Linked DNA regions of Rattus norvegicus: region 1 is linked to region 2. Evidence: chromatin contacts called from public Hi-C data. All regions are on one chromosome and are shown on one strand. Each heading gives the region's core, a stretch centred on a gene start, on an enhancer-like site or on the middle of the called end of the contact. The rest is flanking DNA. Distances are from core to core; before and after follow the strand shown. Region 1 has its middle 63 kb from the start of Hnrnpa3. Region 2 holds the start of Hoxd9 (homeo box D9).

Region 1 (7,584 bases), core at 3,593-6,092, 910 kb before region 2:
GGTGAAGGCATTTTGCTTTTCTTTAGGAGAGCGCCAGCCGATTCCCTTTATTTTCCAGATGAAACGCTGACGGCTTTGTCATAGTTTTATCCTTTATTACTCGTCTAAAAAGGGACAGGTGTCTTCCTTCCAACCCGAAGCAGTAAGTAATGGCTTTGGCATCATTTCCCCGCCTCTTTTAAGTTTATGGAAACACATTTCTCATTGTTAGGCTAAAGATGCAGATCAGAACAGAGGAGCCTGATTCTTGTCACACTAAGGTTGCTTCTCAGGCGATTAGAAAGCAACAGCCGGGGAGCCGGGGTCTTGAGAGGACGAGTGACGGATAGCCAGGGCAACGCAGTTACAGACCCCGCACGCGGAGCCTGCAAAGCCCTGGGTTACCTGCACGCGTGCACCTCTGCTTAGGAGCAACCCGGTTCTACGCCTTTCTCCAAATTGCCTGTGCTGGGTTATCCGAGCTGGCTGAAAGCCGCGGGAGAGCGAGGCCTTTTCCCTGCAGTGTAGCTCAGCGCAGCCGCAGCTTGTCTTGGGTTCAAGAATACACCGATTCTGGAGTTACAGATCGCCAAGCTCATTCTGATTTTGGCCCAAATAACTCTTAAACATCTAAAAGTTATTCTTGTGTGTACGGTGTTTTGCCTGCACCACATCCTCAGTACCACATCCGTGCATAAGATTTTTTTTTTAAACAGTCAAATTTACAGTTCCTGTAGAATAATATAAAAGTACTCTTTGCCGCGTTTTCTTGTACTTGCCCTGGGTTCTTATGTATGTAATCCTCTTTTTATGGTGCCGATGGGAGGGTTTCAATGGATTTCTTAAGATCTCTTCCAAGGTTATATAATCTTGGTTCAGAAATATGCAGTAGTTCAAAAAACTCAGACAGAAACATGATTAGGAGTGCACGGAATAGTGGAGTAGAGACAGAACGGTTCTTTTAAAAACGGACTTTCCTAATAATTTCGTTGAGGTAAAGAAAGGTAGGTGGATTATATGCATTTCTGGAAGGCTTTTTGCCCGTTATTCAGTCTGTTTGTTCATTGTCTCAAAAGAAAAGAACTAACCAGCAGAAATAAAGCAGAAAAACATTTAGTTTTACCTACTAAAATGCTAGATTTCAATACAGACCCAGGAGTCAGCGATGTCTGATGTGTTACTAGAGAAACATCTGGAAGGCTGTAAGGACGGCTGAGAAAGGTTCGCGATTTAATCTCAAGATGTTATATACTTCTTACCTCTGGGTGGCGCTGTTCAACTGCTTCTTGTTTTTATGTGCGTTTGAAAGCCATTGCTTCCTGTTAGATGCATTCGTCAAAGAATCTGTTAAAGAGACATTTCCTCTATCCACAGTTATGTCTTAAATAACTTTCTTGTCACATGGATATAAATTCAAACTGGTTGTGATATGCCATTTTAATTACCAAAAGATGACCAAATAATATTAAAGATTATTTATTCGGGCAATTGGCCAGGTTAAAAACCCGATTTCATCTTGCTTGAAAAGAAATCATCTATTTACATTTTGATAGGTGTTTAACCTGAAAAGACCGTTAAAACACTAGAGTTTTAGTTTAAATTTGTTCTTACTTGTAGAAGTGATTTTAATTCCTTAAAGGTATTTCAGTAGAAGTCAGTTTTACGAAAGGGAAGGGTAGATATTGGGAAAACACAACCAAGTAAAATGTAATAAAAAAACCCCCCTAACATTAGACACTAAGTTATTATTTTCACTTAAATTTAAAGCAGAACACCTTCAATATTAAAACAAAACAACACACACACACACACACACACACACACACACACACACACACACACACACAGAACAAATTCTTATTTCCAGGACAGGATTGTTTTAATAAGTAGAAATTGTGTTTACAGTCTTGCAAAATGTATGGTAGGTAATCATAACATCTCTGACAAGCAGGGCAGCGAGTTAGCATTGTGGACCAGGAAAATCTGTGCATGTGTCCGTTGGCTTTTAAGACGTCTGATTCTTTATTCAAAACTCAGGGCCAGTCAGAAATGCCAGATGAAGGGGTTAGAATGCCAAAGCTAATTTTGTTTTGTCATATACAAAGCAGTTAATGTAAAAATTATTGATTGATATTCTCCCACCTTTTAACTCTTTTAGGACTCAATATTTAAAGCAAAACTAATTCATCTAGGTGCTCTACTGTACAAAATTAATCCTACTGGGACAGGCGAGGCCAAGCCTCATTATGGAGTGGTTGGTTCCCTTGTGGAACCAGCCTAAGCAGGTTGCTTTACTTTTTCAAAATTATGCACGACAAAGAGTTTAACCCTTGAGATGCTAGGGAATTGGCCTTCAGTATTATACTAAGTGGGCCATGTGATGGGATCGGGGGACATGACAACGACAGAATGTCTTCCCCTTGTGGGCACTGCCTAGGACACAGGTGAGGTGAGATGATCTATATACCAGGGTTGATATGTTCATTAAAAGCAGTGGTTCTCGACATTCCTAATGCTGTGAGCCTTTGACACAACTCCTCACGTTGTGATGACCGCAACCCTAAAATTATTTTCACTGCTACTTCATAACTGTAATTTTGCTACTGTTCTGAATTGTAATGCAAATATTTTTTGGAGATAGAGGTTTACCAAGGAGTTGATACCAACAGGCTGAGAACCACTGATTAAAACAGTTTCCCCTTCCCTAATATGTACCATGGTGTTATATACCTTGCCTTTGAAAGTGTGTGTGTGCGCGTGCGTGTGTGTGTGTGTGTGTGTATGTGTGTGTGTATGTGTCTGTGTGTGTTGTGTGTGTGTATATGTGTGTATGTGAGTGTGTATGTTTGTGTATGTGTGTGTGTATGTGTGTGTGTATGTGTGTGTGTATGTGTGTGTGTGTATGTGTGTGTGTGCACACGTATATGTGTGTGTGTGTTGGGCATGATAACACATGCCTTTAATCCCAGCATCCAGAGGCAGAGGCAGGCAAATCTCTGTGAGTCTAAAGCCAGTCTGATTTACACAGTGAGTTCCAGGATTGTGAGCCATTAAAAAAAAGTATGTAAATAGAGAATTTACCTCTCTGCCTGGCTGTCCAGACAATTCTTCAGATTTGATTAATTTCTGAATTCAGTACATTTTACTGAATTAGGTAGTATAACCACTAAGCATTGGTTATAGCTACAAAGGTATGTTCCTCCCCCCCCATATGTGTTTTTCTTTCAGTATTTGTGCAAAATATTATTGGGGATTTTAAAATTTCTTTTGTTTTTAGTGCTTGGGGGTCCAACCTATGAACGCTATCACTGAGCTACACTGCTCCCCCCACACACCTGGGTCTCTATACCTTTTGGTTGGATGTGGCAGGTCCTAAACACGGAAAGTCTGAGGCTAAGTTGCTTCTTTTGTTCGTTTTGAGCATCTCAGCACATTTCTTCATTTCATGGGCCTCACTCCCCTCCAGGACGTTACGAATTGCTGCAATACATTTCCTTCTGGGAGCTGTCAGGAAATGCTTATTTGTAAAAAAGATTTATTTACTTTATGCATGTAAGTGTTTTGTCTGCAGGTAGGTATGTGCACCACATGTGTGCCCAAAGAGGCCAGAAAAGGATATCAGGTCCCCTGGAACGGACGTTCTGGACACTTGTGAGCCACCACACCAGTGCTGGGAACGGAACCTGGGCTCCCTGCAGGAGCAGACATCGCTCTTAACCACTGAGCCATCTTTCCAGACCTAAGACATATTTATGTAGCGAGCGTGAAGGGGTCCAGTCAACTGATGAGCCCTTACCCTAAGAACAATATGGTAGTCACCATGAAGATGGTCTTTCATTCATTCACATCGCTGGGATTAAACCCAGCTGGTGGGACCAGATTCATATCCACTTTAACAATTCCTGTATATTCCTACTGTAAAAATAGCCTGAATTAATTATTCCGGGCTGTCATTAAGTCACAGAAGTTACAGTGGCACTCGGGAAGAAAATCTCACTTGTTTAAATAAGAATCCGAATTAAAAAATTACCCTTATAGGTCCCACTGTTTTAAAGTGAGTAAATGAAAGGCAGCTCGCAGGAAAGCTCTGTAAAACTCCGGCTATTGAATTTAATTTCTCTGTAAAAAGCTTAGCTTTAATAGAAACTGCTGCTTGAGAAACCACATTCTAAGCCAATAACATGGTCCATGTTTCTGTTTTAAACCCAGTATAAAAAGTATTTAAGCATCATAGATTTCATTGCCCCTGTCTTCTTGTCAGCTCTGATACAGTAAGAAAGAATAAAGATTTATATCCTGTGGACATTTAATAAACGTTAATTTTTAATTGACAGTTGAAATGTTATCTCCAAATAAATGTGGATGTTATTAGCTTCAATCATTTCACAGTAAATAACTGGAGATAGGAAACGTTGGGAAGGGTTATGATTCCCCGGTAGGAATTGTGGCTGGCGCTTAGAGGGGAACATTTTCAATGTCATTTTCATACCCAAATCTTTCTTCTGCAGATACCAGGATGAGCCATCCTCCGTGAGGAACAACTCAAAAGGGGCGTTGGGGGTGGGGAAGAAGAAAATTAAAGGGAGAAAAAAGGAAAAAAAGATCTCTTCTTAGTTTTCAGTTTACTTTTAATTTCAGTTGGAAAAAATCCCCGCTGATTTTTTTTTTTTTTTTAAATTTAACGCATCCTGGGAACATGCCGTTCAGGATTTTGGCATGGGAACTTCAAACGAAGCTGGTAAGGCAGGCAAATGCGTAAGTGGAAAGTTTGAGGAAGCTGGCAGCGGGGCGGGAAGTCAGCCTTTCGTTCGCTCCACCCCTTCTCATGTGAGTACAAAGCGGGAGCCGACGCGTGAGTCAGAGCCAGGCTGGCCCCGAGATCCCCAGCATCTGCTTCCTCAACTATCACCCAGAGGACTGTGGTGCTAAATCACCGCGCAAAAATAGCTTCAGAGACCCAGCTTCAAACAGATGCGGCGTGGTGGGCGTGGAAGAGGGTTCTGGACTCGTCTTAAATTCCCCATTACCTGATTAATGGATATGTTATTTTTATATTAGCCCATCGTACTGTTTACCTCGCTCACCTAGATGATAGCACAAGGTTCACATTTTTATCCATCTGAGAGAAGCTACTTCCTCAGTTACACCGTGTTTGATATTAAAATCTGGACCTGAACTTTTTGTTTGTGTAAGGGTTGATTGGTCTTTGATCAATAATTACAAAAGTGGAATCTTTACTATAGACACAAGAAAGCGTGTATTTTAAAAAGATACATTAAAAAAAACAAAACCTCAAACACACACACTCCATGTATCTTACCACTAACACCGATTGCCAAAACCTCCCTAGGGTCTGTCTGTGTTTTGGGGAACAAGGAATTCTAGAATTGTTGTCTTGATTTAAGATCTTTCAAGGTTTTATTTCACATACAGGACGGTGTATTCCAGGCCTACTTAGAATTGTTGCAACTTGGTATTAAGTTAAAGCTGAAGTTTTCCCAGCAGAACAGCATCTGTAATAGATGAGATTAACAACTGGGGAGAAGTTCAGAGCGTTTAATGGAATTGATCTGCTAAATGACAATTTTTAGTGGCTATCTTAAAATATAAATTATTATCATGAAAGAGTTAGTTCAGTTAAGCCCTTCATTTGGAAGATGCCCAGTCTGACCTCGTTCAACTCAATGTGCAGAAGGAGAGGGCCTCTGGGTTTATTTAGATTTGGTACTAAATCAATAGGTTTGGAATCCTCACTCACTATTTTTTTTTTAACTTTCCTTGCCTTTTCTTTTTCTTTTTTCTTTCTGTTTTTTTTGAAAGGCAGAGGTGGTAAAGGCTGTTTGATGACATGTACGTCATTATAACAATTATATATTGAAAATAATAATAATGGGCCAAGAATAGATCAATGTGACAGTTGCTATGTACGAAGAGCCAAGAGCTGCATCAACATTTCTTATTCTAGCCACACACATTATTCAATGAGCTGAATGCATTTTTGGAGCCAAAATAATTATATTGGATTAATATCAGATTGTATTTAGGACATTCTGAATTATTAAATAAGCAACTAATTAAAATAATCAGAAAGCTTTGCAAATATGAATAAGAAATCAGTCTGGGATTTTTCCAGAAATCTGTGCCCTGTACACCCACGGTGAGTTTTATATTCTGTGGGTACTGACTTCTTGTGACAAGTGTGAGTGTTGAATTTTCTGTTCAGTTGTATACAGGTTCTAAATTTGTCTGGTTATTCATGTTTATCATTAAAACTGTGGGATCTTGGCTTTGGAAGTGGCTTAAGTAGCCAGCTCCCAAGTTCACAGAGGTTTGTGTGCAAGCCTTCCTTGACAAGCTTGCTCATCTGCAAAATCATTCAGGAAAATTTATTTTAGTTGTGCTTTTGTTTGTTTTTATTGTTGTTATCCATTATAGCATTTAATGGTCCATTTCCCTGGTCTGAATTTATAAGCCAGACAGTTTTAGATATTTCTAATATAAAACTGTAACTCTGACCCCATGGTACCTCATGACTGTGACCTAAACAGAAGAAGGTGCAGGAGGCCAAGGCCAGACTCTGGATACACACATAGTGAGGAGGAGGCCAGATAGGGCTCGGTGAGACTTTGTCTGGAAAACGAAATAGAAAAACAAGTACGAAGAATGCAACAGTATTTCCATCAGATCTCTACAGAAAGAACAGGGTGGCTAATTCAACCCTAGCTTTCTCTTCTAGGAACAGAATATTCTAACTCTTACTTACCAGTCGTTCAGTCTTGCTAGATTCTCCCTTGAATGTCCAGTCCATTATTCATATCGTATTATTTAATATCATATTATTAAGCTCCTGGGAACTTAGTGCTTTTGTGCCAGGTATTTAAGGAAGAGGGGAGATGGCATTACTCATTTATTTTTTAAAAATTTATTTTGTGTGTATGAGCGTTCTGCCTGTATGTATGTCTGTGTACCATACGTGTGTGTGGTGGCCGAGAATCCATTTGGAATTGTTTTCCTGTGAGCCACCATGTGAGTGCTGGGTATCAAAGCCTGGTCCTCTGGGAGAGCAGCAAATGATTTTAACCACTGAGCCATCTCTCATGGCCGGAGCTGGTTTTTGTACAGGGTAAGAATCCAAGTAAGAGCTCAAGAATTCATCTTTCCAACATTGAGTCTCAACTGAACTTTTCCTGTGGTTTGATGACACTTTCCTACTTCTCACAATGAAAGGGGATTCATCTTTCATGCATGTTCCTTGTAGCACAGCCTTTAAAAGTGGGTTCCTATTGTCATAGCAGGACCCGTGCACATGCCCTTGTGCTTCTGAGATTCTCGATGCATGCTGAGTATTTATTGAATAGAAGAGTCAATGAGCCTTAGTAACAGAAACTGAGATCATAGCCTTTGTGTTTTGATTAGTTTTGCCTCTGATTTTCCTTGGTAGCTTGGTTTAGTCAGAGATGGAAGAAATAAATCAAGTCCTTACTCTCCTAGGTCACCCAGGTGTGAGGTATATTGCTGCAGAGCTAAGCGCCATGCGGTTGAGACCCCACCCTGCCTCTCTTCTCTCACTTCCTTCCTTTCTTTGTATAGTGTATGTGTGTGTGC
Region 2 (7,372 bases), core at 4,832-7,331:
TTTCCTAGGGCAGGGCATAGGGCTCCAGGGTCCCAACCCAGGGGCCCAGACTTGGGCGGGCTGTGGCCCCCGGGTGGAGCGGGGCCGGGGGGGGGGCGGTGGGGAGTGGGGAGGGATGGCGCACGAGAAATCGAGTTCCCCAGTCGGCATTCGGACGGTGCCGGTTCCAGGCAGCTGTAGGCAGATCCTCCCTGTTCCGTGCTTAACGATTTGAGCTCACACACCAATCTGAAATAACCGCCAGAGACTGGATGCAGGCCTTAGCTTAAACTTGATTTTCTCAGAAATAAAGAGAACGCCTGGCTTGTGGGCGTTAAGGAAGAGATGCTGTATCATCTGCGGAAGCCCAGGATTTGCATTTTCGGGAATAGGCAGCGCCCTTATTGTGGCACCTGTACAAGCTGTGTGGTTTTGCACCCACAACCGCTTCCTCACAACTTTCATTTCCCCCCTCTCGTTTGAATGTCCAATAAATATATTTATATTCTTATTCTCCCGCCTCACTCTCTCCTCTCTTCTCTTTTCCCTCTCCCTCCCTCCCCCTTTAGGTGTTCAACCCTTTATCTTTCGGGATAATTCGGTGTCTAGAGGACACCAGACTCTCTGGCCTTGAGAACAGACTTTGAAGATACCCCCCAGCTCACCAAAGACTCTCGAGCTCACACTAACTCACACCGTGCCGACTCTCCACAGCCAAATACAAATGCCTAAAAACCCAGATGGACTCAAAGGTGTAGCAGGCCAGAATTTTAACGACCTTCCCTTCCTTACGGGTTTGTTCAGCCCCTGTGGACAGAATGGCGAGGTCAGTCCCGGTGGACTGAATCTTCTTTTTATGAATAAAGTCGTCATAATAAGGCATTTTCGTTAGTAATGTCCGACTCAAGTATTTCGACAAGAAATGGCTGAAAGTGGTGAAGGTAAACAGATTATTGAGGAAGCTGTAGATGATAAAGGCATGTGTTATTAAAATTTACATTACAGAGTGCTCGAGACTTGTTTGTTATTGGGGGTGGTCAAGGGCAAGGGTGTTTTATTAGGTTTTGTTTTTCTTCCAACCATCCTTCAAATGTGAAGTTTAACAACTGATTCTGCTATTTAGGATTTGAACTTCAGTCCTGTAAATCTGTAATTAGATGATTTTCTTTTCAATAAAGCCTCGGGGTTAAACTTGGTAATTGTGCCCTTTTTGTTCCACTGTTTGTCCTGGATGTTCGTGGGTGTATTTACCTTGACTGAATGAACAGGTTTGGGACTGGAATGGGGGCAATATTGAGAACCCAGATCTCAGAAACAGGCGTCACCTTTTAAAACTCCAGATATTTGGGCGGATGTCCATGAACATGGCAGTCATATCTACATAGTCAGGCCTAATTTTTAAATCACAACACGTTTCTTCTGATGACAAAGTATGTAGGTTTTTTTCAATGTTATTTAAGCATTCCGTCTGTTGTCCGAAAAGAAAAGCTGGTTAACTTCGTCAATATCTGTTTTGATACAATGCATTAACTTAACAGTTTATAGTTTCTGCACTACAGTCCAGATTTTCTGAAATGCTGACTGAGCCAAAATTTTATGCCTGACTAGCACGGCTTGAGAATTTAATAGTTCTTGTTGTTTATTTTTGTTAAATTTATCCTAATTTAAGATTAAAAGGAAGATTGTAAATATTTTTAATCAAAACCTTCCTGCACCACAACGCTCACGAGGTCAGAAAGTGGAGCAACAGCGCTATCTAGTGGCCAAATGCGGTCGCAAGCCAACAGAGTTTGATTTTCCTTTCATTTGCTTCAAACCAATTCTAATCTTAATTCTTCAGTTTGACTTGGGCTTGGACCGCTGACACTAATAATGCTTCATCTCCTTGACTGTCAACAAGTCAAGTTCAGCGAACCGGGACTCCTGAATGCAGAGGAAATTCCCATTTGTGCTCACAAGAGCTTGCTAGTAGCTTGTTTGCCAAAAGCTTCCAGCCCGGTCTTTTGCCAGACACCGCAAGTCCCCCATTCTGTAATCTCCCAGCTGTGCTTTCAAGGCACAATTATAGGACAGGCAAGGTTTAAAAAATCAAAACCTTAAAAATATTAATTGGTGAGACACTTTTTCAAAGAAACCAGGCACTTTGACAGCTAAAAAATTTCTGGAAGTCAAATACTGTTTTTCTTTTAAAGGCTGCTACAACATTAAATCATCAGTATTTGCTAATTCAACTTTCTAATTGTAATGTTTTGTATTTAACTGAATAATTTGGAATGGATTAAAGTCAAATTAGAAGCTTTTGCTGCATGTCAAGTGCCTGTTTGGAAAGTCCCTGTTGGGCTTATGTTTATTCAAATTTCTCCAGACGATAAATGCGAATTTTTTAAAGTTGTATAAGTGACAGACTGAACAGAATTGGATAAGTGGTCTACTTGTCTTTTTTTAAAAGAATCAGTGTGTTTCTTGCTAAATTAATTTGTCTCTCATTTTCAGAAATGTTTTTTCCCAATTTAGCTTAAATGACTGTATCTGTAATAAGCGAACAAACTTCTATATTTTGCCTGAAATGTGGAGTGGAGAACCCGTGAAGACATAATTCTAAGAGATGCTTGCTTGAATAAATGGCCCAAGATCACTACCCTGCCTCCCCCCACCCCCATCTCAAGTAACAGCATAGTGTCATTATTGTCTTATTTTTCTTATTAAAAGAACCAGACACATCATGGCCACAGTCAAAATATTAAAGAGCCACCGGCCATAGAATACCTCTAACGTTCGCTCAATTTTAAAAATCAGAAATATATCACCTCTCATTTTTTATTTCCTGGATGCTCACACCTCACTGGGGGGCTTCCAAGCCCTTTCCTTCTTGGTCCAGGTCTTGTTTATATTTTATTGTCCAGATTTTAAGACCCAGTTTTGTCTGCATTTTTCTTTTCCTCCCACAAACATCAAAATGAGATGGTTTCAAAGCGAAGCGCCTGGGCTGTCGTAAACTCATTACCTCCAGACGTCTCGCCGGCTCGATGGCTTTATGACACCTTGGCTCTTCCTGTTTTCAAAGAGCTGTAGGTATCCGCCTGGCCTAATGGGCGGAGGATGCAGCACCTTCGGCCGGATCTGGGCCTTGGCTTTCCCTCCCAGCCCCCATCTGCTTTTTCTTGGAGTCCCCCTCTTTCATCAGGATCCCCAAGATCTCGACCATCACCCCTGCCTTCCGCCCAACCCAGGCTGCCCGGCGCCGCGGCCTCCTCTAGGGCCTACAACGCCAGTGATTCGCCTGAACCCTCACAATGACCTTCATTTTAGCCTCTCAAAGCGGCCTCAGAGGGCCAAGCTGGGGGCTAAACATACACAGAAGCTGGGTGGAGGGAATGGGCGGCAGGATAAGGGTATGGGGAGGAGAGCCTTGACCATTTTGATCTGCTAAGGTCACATTGGGGCTTTGGTGGGGAGGGGTGAAAGCTCACTACCCAACCGGCCAGGACCTCCTGGAGCCAGCCAGCCTCGCCGGCCTGGGGGAGTTACTCCAGAGTGCCCTTTCCCTTGTTTGGAGATGGGGGTTGGCGGCTGGGTCTCCAGGATAGAAGTAAGTCAGAAGTGCGGTGTGTCAAAGCCTTAGCAAAAGGATGCCTGGTTCCTGGCGCCAGAGGCTCTGCAGAGAGACTTACCCAGGGCCTAAGGGAATTCACTGTGGCCCTGACTGCAGGAGAGTGGAAGTGCCAAGACACCTTCGACAGTTGTGCTCTTCAGCCAGGTGTGCTTACAAAATGGGAAGCTCCGGGGTGCCTCAGAGACCCTCCAGGTGCTAGGGCCTCTAACCTTTAGCTATGTGTCCCCTTTCAGGGATGGGACAGTCTGATGGTTATGTTATTTTGCAAAGACACAGAGAGCAGTCACACAACGTTCAGGGGCAGCGGCTGGGCTCCATTTGTTCAGATCAGCATTTATTTGTAGGAAGCGGTAACATTTACAACTGGTCCTCAGGCAGGAATATGGAGGGCCACCTCCCGAGGCCGCCCCAGGGAGCCCAGCCCTCCTGGGGAGAAAGTAGCTTCCCCGTGCTCCAAGGACTAAGCCTCTCCTCAACCCCACCCCAACCTCGTGTCCCAGGGCCCAGGGCTTCTTGGTAGGCCTCTCTGGAAGTCAGTCCGCGGGCTCCCTGAGGATAGGGGTTTTCCTGCAGCTGAGCTGGGTTTTTTGGGGGAGGGGGTGTGTGTCCACAGTCTTTCTCTTCTTTCAGATTCTCGGAATTAGATAGTTGGCCCTGTTTGGGAGGCTGGATGGGGTGAGACTACACTACAGCACTTTCCAGAAACATGAGGAACATTTACACAGGATAGGGCTCCATCAAGCCTGCGTGCACTCACAAAATAAAGCATTTCCTAAGGAACCAAGGGAGTGGGAAAGGGAGGGAGTGAGATAGGACAAGACTCCAAAGCCACTTGGATTCTCCAATACATATGCGAGCAAATACAGCGTCCCCCAAATAACTCACAGAGACCAACCACACAGTCACTTCTACCTAAAAAAAAAAGAAGAATGTCCGAATCGCTGCAGAGTTTCTGAATCAAGCACCCACAAAGAAAACAATCAACAACAAAAAACCAAAACCCGCTGCCTTTTGAGCGCTGCAGGCCTGACCCGCACTGGGTCAGTCTCCTTTAGGACATTTCTCCTTGCTCATCTTTTTCATTTTCATCCTACGGTTCTGGAACCAGATTTTGACTTGTCTCTCTGTAAGGTTCAGAATCCTGGCCACCTCGTAGCGCCGGTCCCGGGTGAGGTACATGTTGAAGAGGAATTCCTTCTCCAGCTCTAGCGTCTGGTATTTGGTGTAGGGACAGCGCTTTTTCCGGGTGGAGCGAGCGTGGATCCAGTTCGCTGCAGGGTTGTCTAGGAAGAGGGGGGTTTGCAGACAAGGGAGCGAGGGGCGGAGGGGAGGCAGGGAGAGACGACAGGGTGGGGAAGAGAGGTCGTTAAATTAATTTCACCAAGGATGGACGCTTTTCACAACTTGGGGGAATTATCATAAAAAACCTTAATGCCCGCGCTCTGTTTACCGTACAAACCGCGCGCCCAAGGTAGGTGGTTATGGGAAGCTTTTTTATGGATACGTGTTGCTCGCCTAGGCTTGGGTAGGCGTCTAGACGTTTTTATAGGTTAGTAAAACTATCAGTTTTGCACATTCGAGCCTTACAGGTTTCAGCAATAAATCAGGGGGCAATTTCTTTTGCACTTACTTGGGTCAAGTTGCTGCTGCGGCGGCTGCGGCGGCTGCTTCTCCTCCTCCTTCAGCGGGCAGCCCGGGCTCGGGTGATCGCTGCAAGCTGAGGGCTCGGACGAGCCTCCCGTCCCAGGCCCGGTCCCGATTCCCACCCCGGGCCCGTTCCCTGCCGCCGCCGCCGCCGCCGCTGCCGCCTTGTCCCGCAGGAACGAGTTGCACGGGAATTCTGGGCCGCCGCTCCCCTGGGACTCGCGGGCCGCGGAGCACTCAGTCCTTTTGGAGGAGGAGGACGAGGAGGTGGAGGAGGAAGTGGAGGCTGCAGAGGGGGCCGGGGCTGCTCCGGTTTCAGGCTTAATCCCGTAGTGGCGCCCGTTGGCTGGACCGCCGGGGCTGGGAACGGGACCCGGGCCTCCGCTACCTCCGCCACCGCCGCCACCACTGCCACCGCCACCGCCCGCGCCGCCGGGGAAGCCGGGCAGCGGCTCCATCCAGGAGCGTACGTAGCGGCCCGGCTCGGCGGCGGCCAGGGGCGGCGGGGACACGTACGGGTGGTACAGGCCGCTCATCGTCGCCGCCGCCGGGGGCTGGGCGGCCACCGCGGACCACGAGGCGGAGAACACGGACGATTTGGGGGCAAAACTACACGAGGCGAACTCGGCGGCGGCGGCCGGGCCATCGGCCACACCTGCGGGCCGACCCTGTGTCCCCGGCCCCGGTGGCCCAAAGCGCGCGGCGAACACCTCGTCGCCCTCATGGCCTATGAGCGAGTCCACGTAGTAGTTGCTGAGGGTGCCACTGGACGACATGTTGAGGCACCGCGCGCTCCCACCCAAGGTTACACTGCCCACCGCCGAGCGGCTCCTCGCCGGCGCCCGAGCCGCCGACTAGTTCGCAGGCTGCAGCCACCACCATTGGTCGCGCGGCCCACGTGATCATATTTACCAATACCCGGAGTAAATCAGTCCGCTAAACTGGGGGCTGCTGTGATTTAAAAAAAAAAATCATCATCAACAGGAGCGTTGCAATTAGAGCTGCCGGGCCCAGGTCCACGCACCAGCTCGGCCTGGCCCGACTCAGCCCGCCCTGGTGGCGGCGGCGACCACAGGCCTAACTGCGGCCGCAGGAGGCGCTGGGGACTATTTGTTCATCTCTTCTTGCCTCTCTGGGTCCTGCGATCTCCACCCGGACTCTGGCTCTCCGACTCCTGGGCTCTGAGCCGTGGGCCGGGCTTCTAAGTCACACCTAGGCGATTATCCAAAGCCGGGAGCAGTTGGAGGCTCCCCGGCCGGTGCTGCCCCAGGCAGGCGGGCCTTACGGGGCGGGCCCCCTGTCGCCCAAAGGGAGTCGTTCTCCCCTAGCCTCTTTTCTTACCTAAACCCACCCCTCCCCACACATACCCACACACGCTCTCTCACAGCTTGTCGTGTTGTTTAAAACAGGTGGAAGACCTCTGTAATGATATTATGCCTTTCAATAAAAATTTTATGAGGTGTATTTGATTATAGATTAATGTGTCCCTAATAAAACGGACGGATGGAGCAGCTCGGAGGGCCCCCTCCCTCTACCACACTCACACACTCCCCGGGCAGCTACACGCACACCCTCAACGTGAGGCTAGGCACACGACCCGAGGCTCAAGGGGTGAGCTGGGTCAACTGGACTCCAGGGCCTGATCCAGCTCAGCATGGCTTCCAAGGGGCAGCCTCCAAGGGGTGTCTCTCTGCCCTCGGTTAGGTAGCGAGCACTGAAGTCCAAAGCAGCTGACAGTGGTGGCCATGATGCCTCATCTTTTCCTAGCCTTCTGGAATGGCCCTGGAAGAAAACATGCCACAGAGGGGAAAACCCAAAGGCCAGTGAGGCCGGTTCTCACTAGCCAAATTAGCCCAGTCTCAGTGAGGCCTGCAGGAACCGCATCTCCGAAGGTAGGGTCGCTGCGTGACATTCACACTGAGAGGCCTGCAAACGGATTCTAAGGATGTCTTCAAAATCCAGAAGGAATAAGAGGTCTTTGATCCACCCCCTTTCCAGTTTTCCCCACTTGCCTTGAGAAGTAAGGCCGGGCAGCCTTGAATCTGAGAGAAATGACCATTGTCACTCCCAAATCCATGGTACAAAGCCTAGCCCGGAGACAAAAGCCGCACGCCAGCCTGCGGCGGCTGAGAGAAC

The links. A called contact is a pair of places that touch in the nucleus more often than the background predicts.
Region 1: a contact with region 2 is called in a Hi-C map of mammary epithelial cells, with 5 times the contacts expected there. The contact joins the enhancer-like site here to the promoter of Hoxd9 in region 2. A contact is called at or near these places in 8 of 12 Hi-C or Micro-C datasets (the A7r5 cell line, the Rat2 cell line, Schwann cells and 5 more).

What each region holds. Positions count from the first base shown.
Region 1 is chr3:80,918,854-80,926,437 of GRCr8, reverse strand. No RefSeq gene overlaps it. Among named protein-coding and RNA genes, the nearest start is that of Hnrnpa3, 63 kb to the left of the region's middle. Within about 2 kb of position 4,842, at least 8 of the 93 cell types and tissues checked have an H3K27ac peak or open chromatin away from gene starts, as enhancers often do.
Region 2 is chr3:80,006,715-80,014,086 of GRCr8, reverse strand. Hoxd9 (homeo box D9) reads right to left here and starts at 6,081. Exons shown (of 2, transcript NM_001173469.2): 1 at 5,223-6,081; 2 at 3,901-4,875. The coding sequence starts at 6,012. The coding sequence ends at 4,634.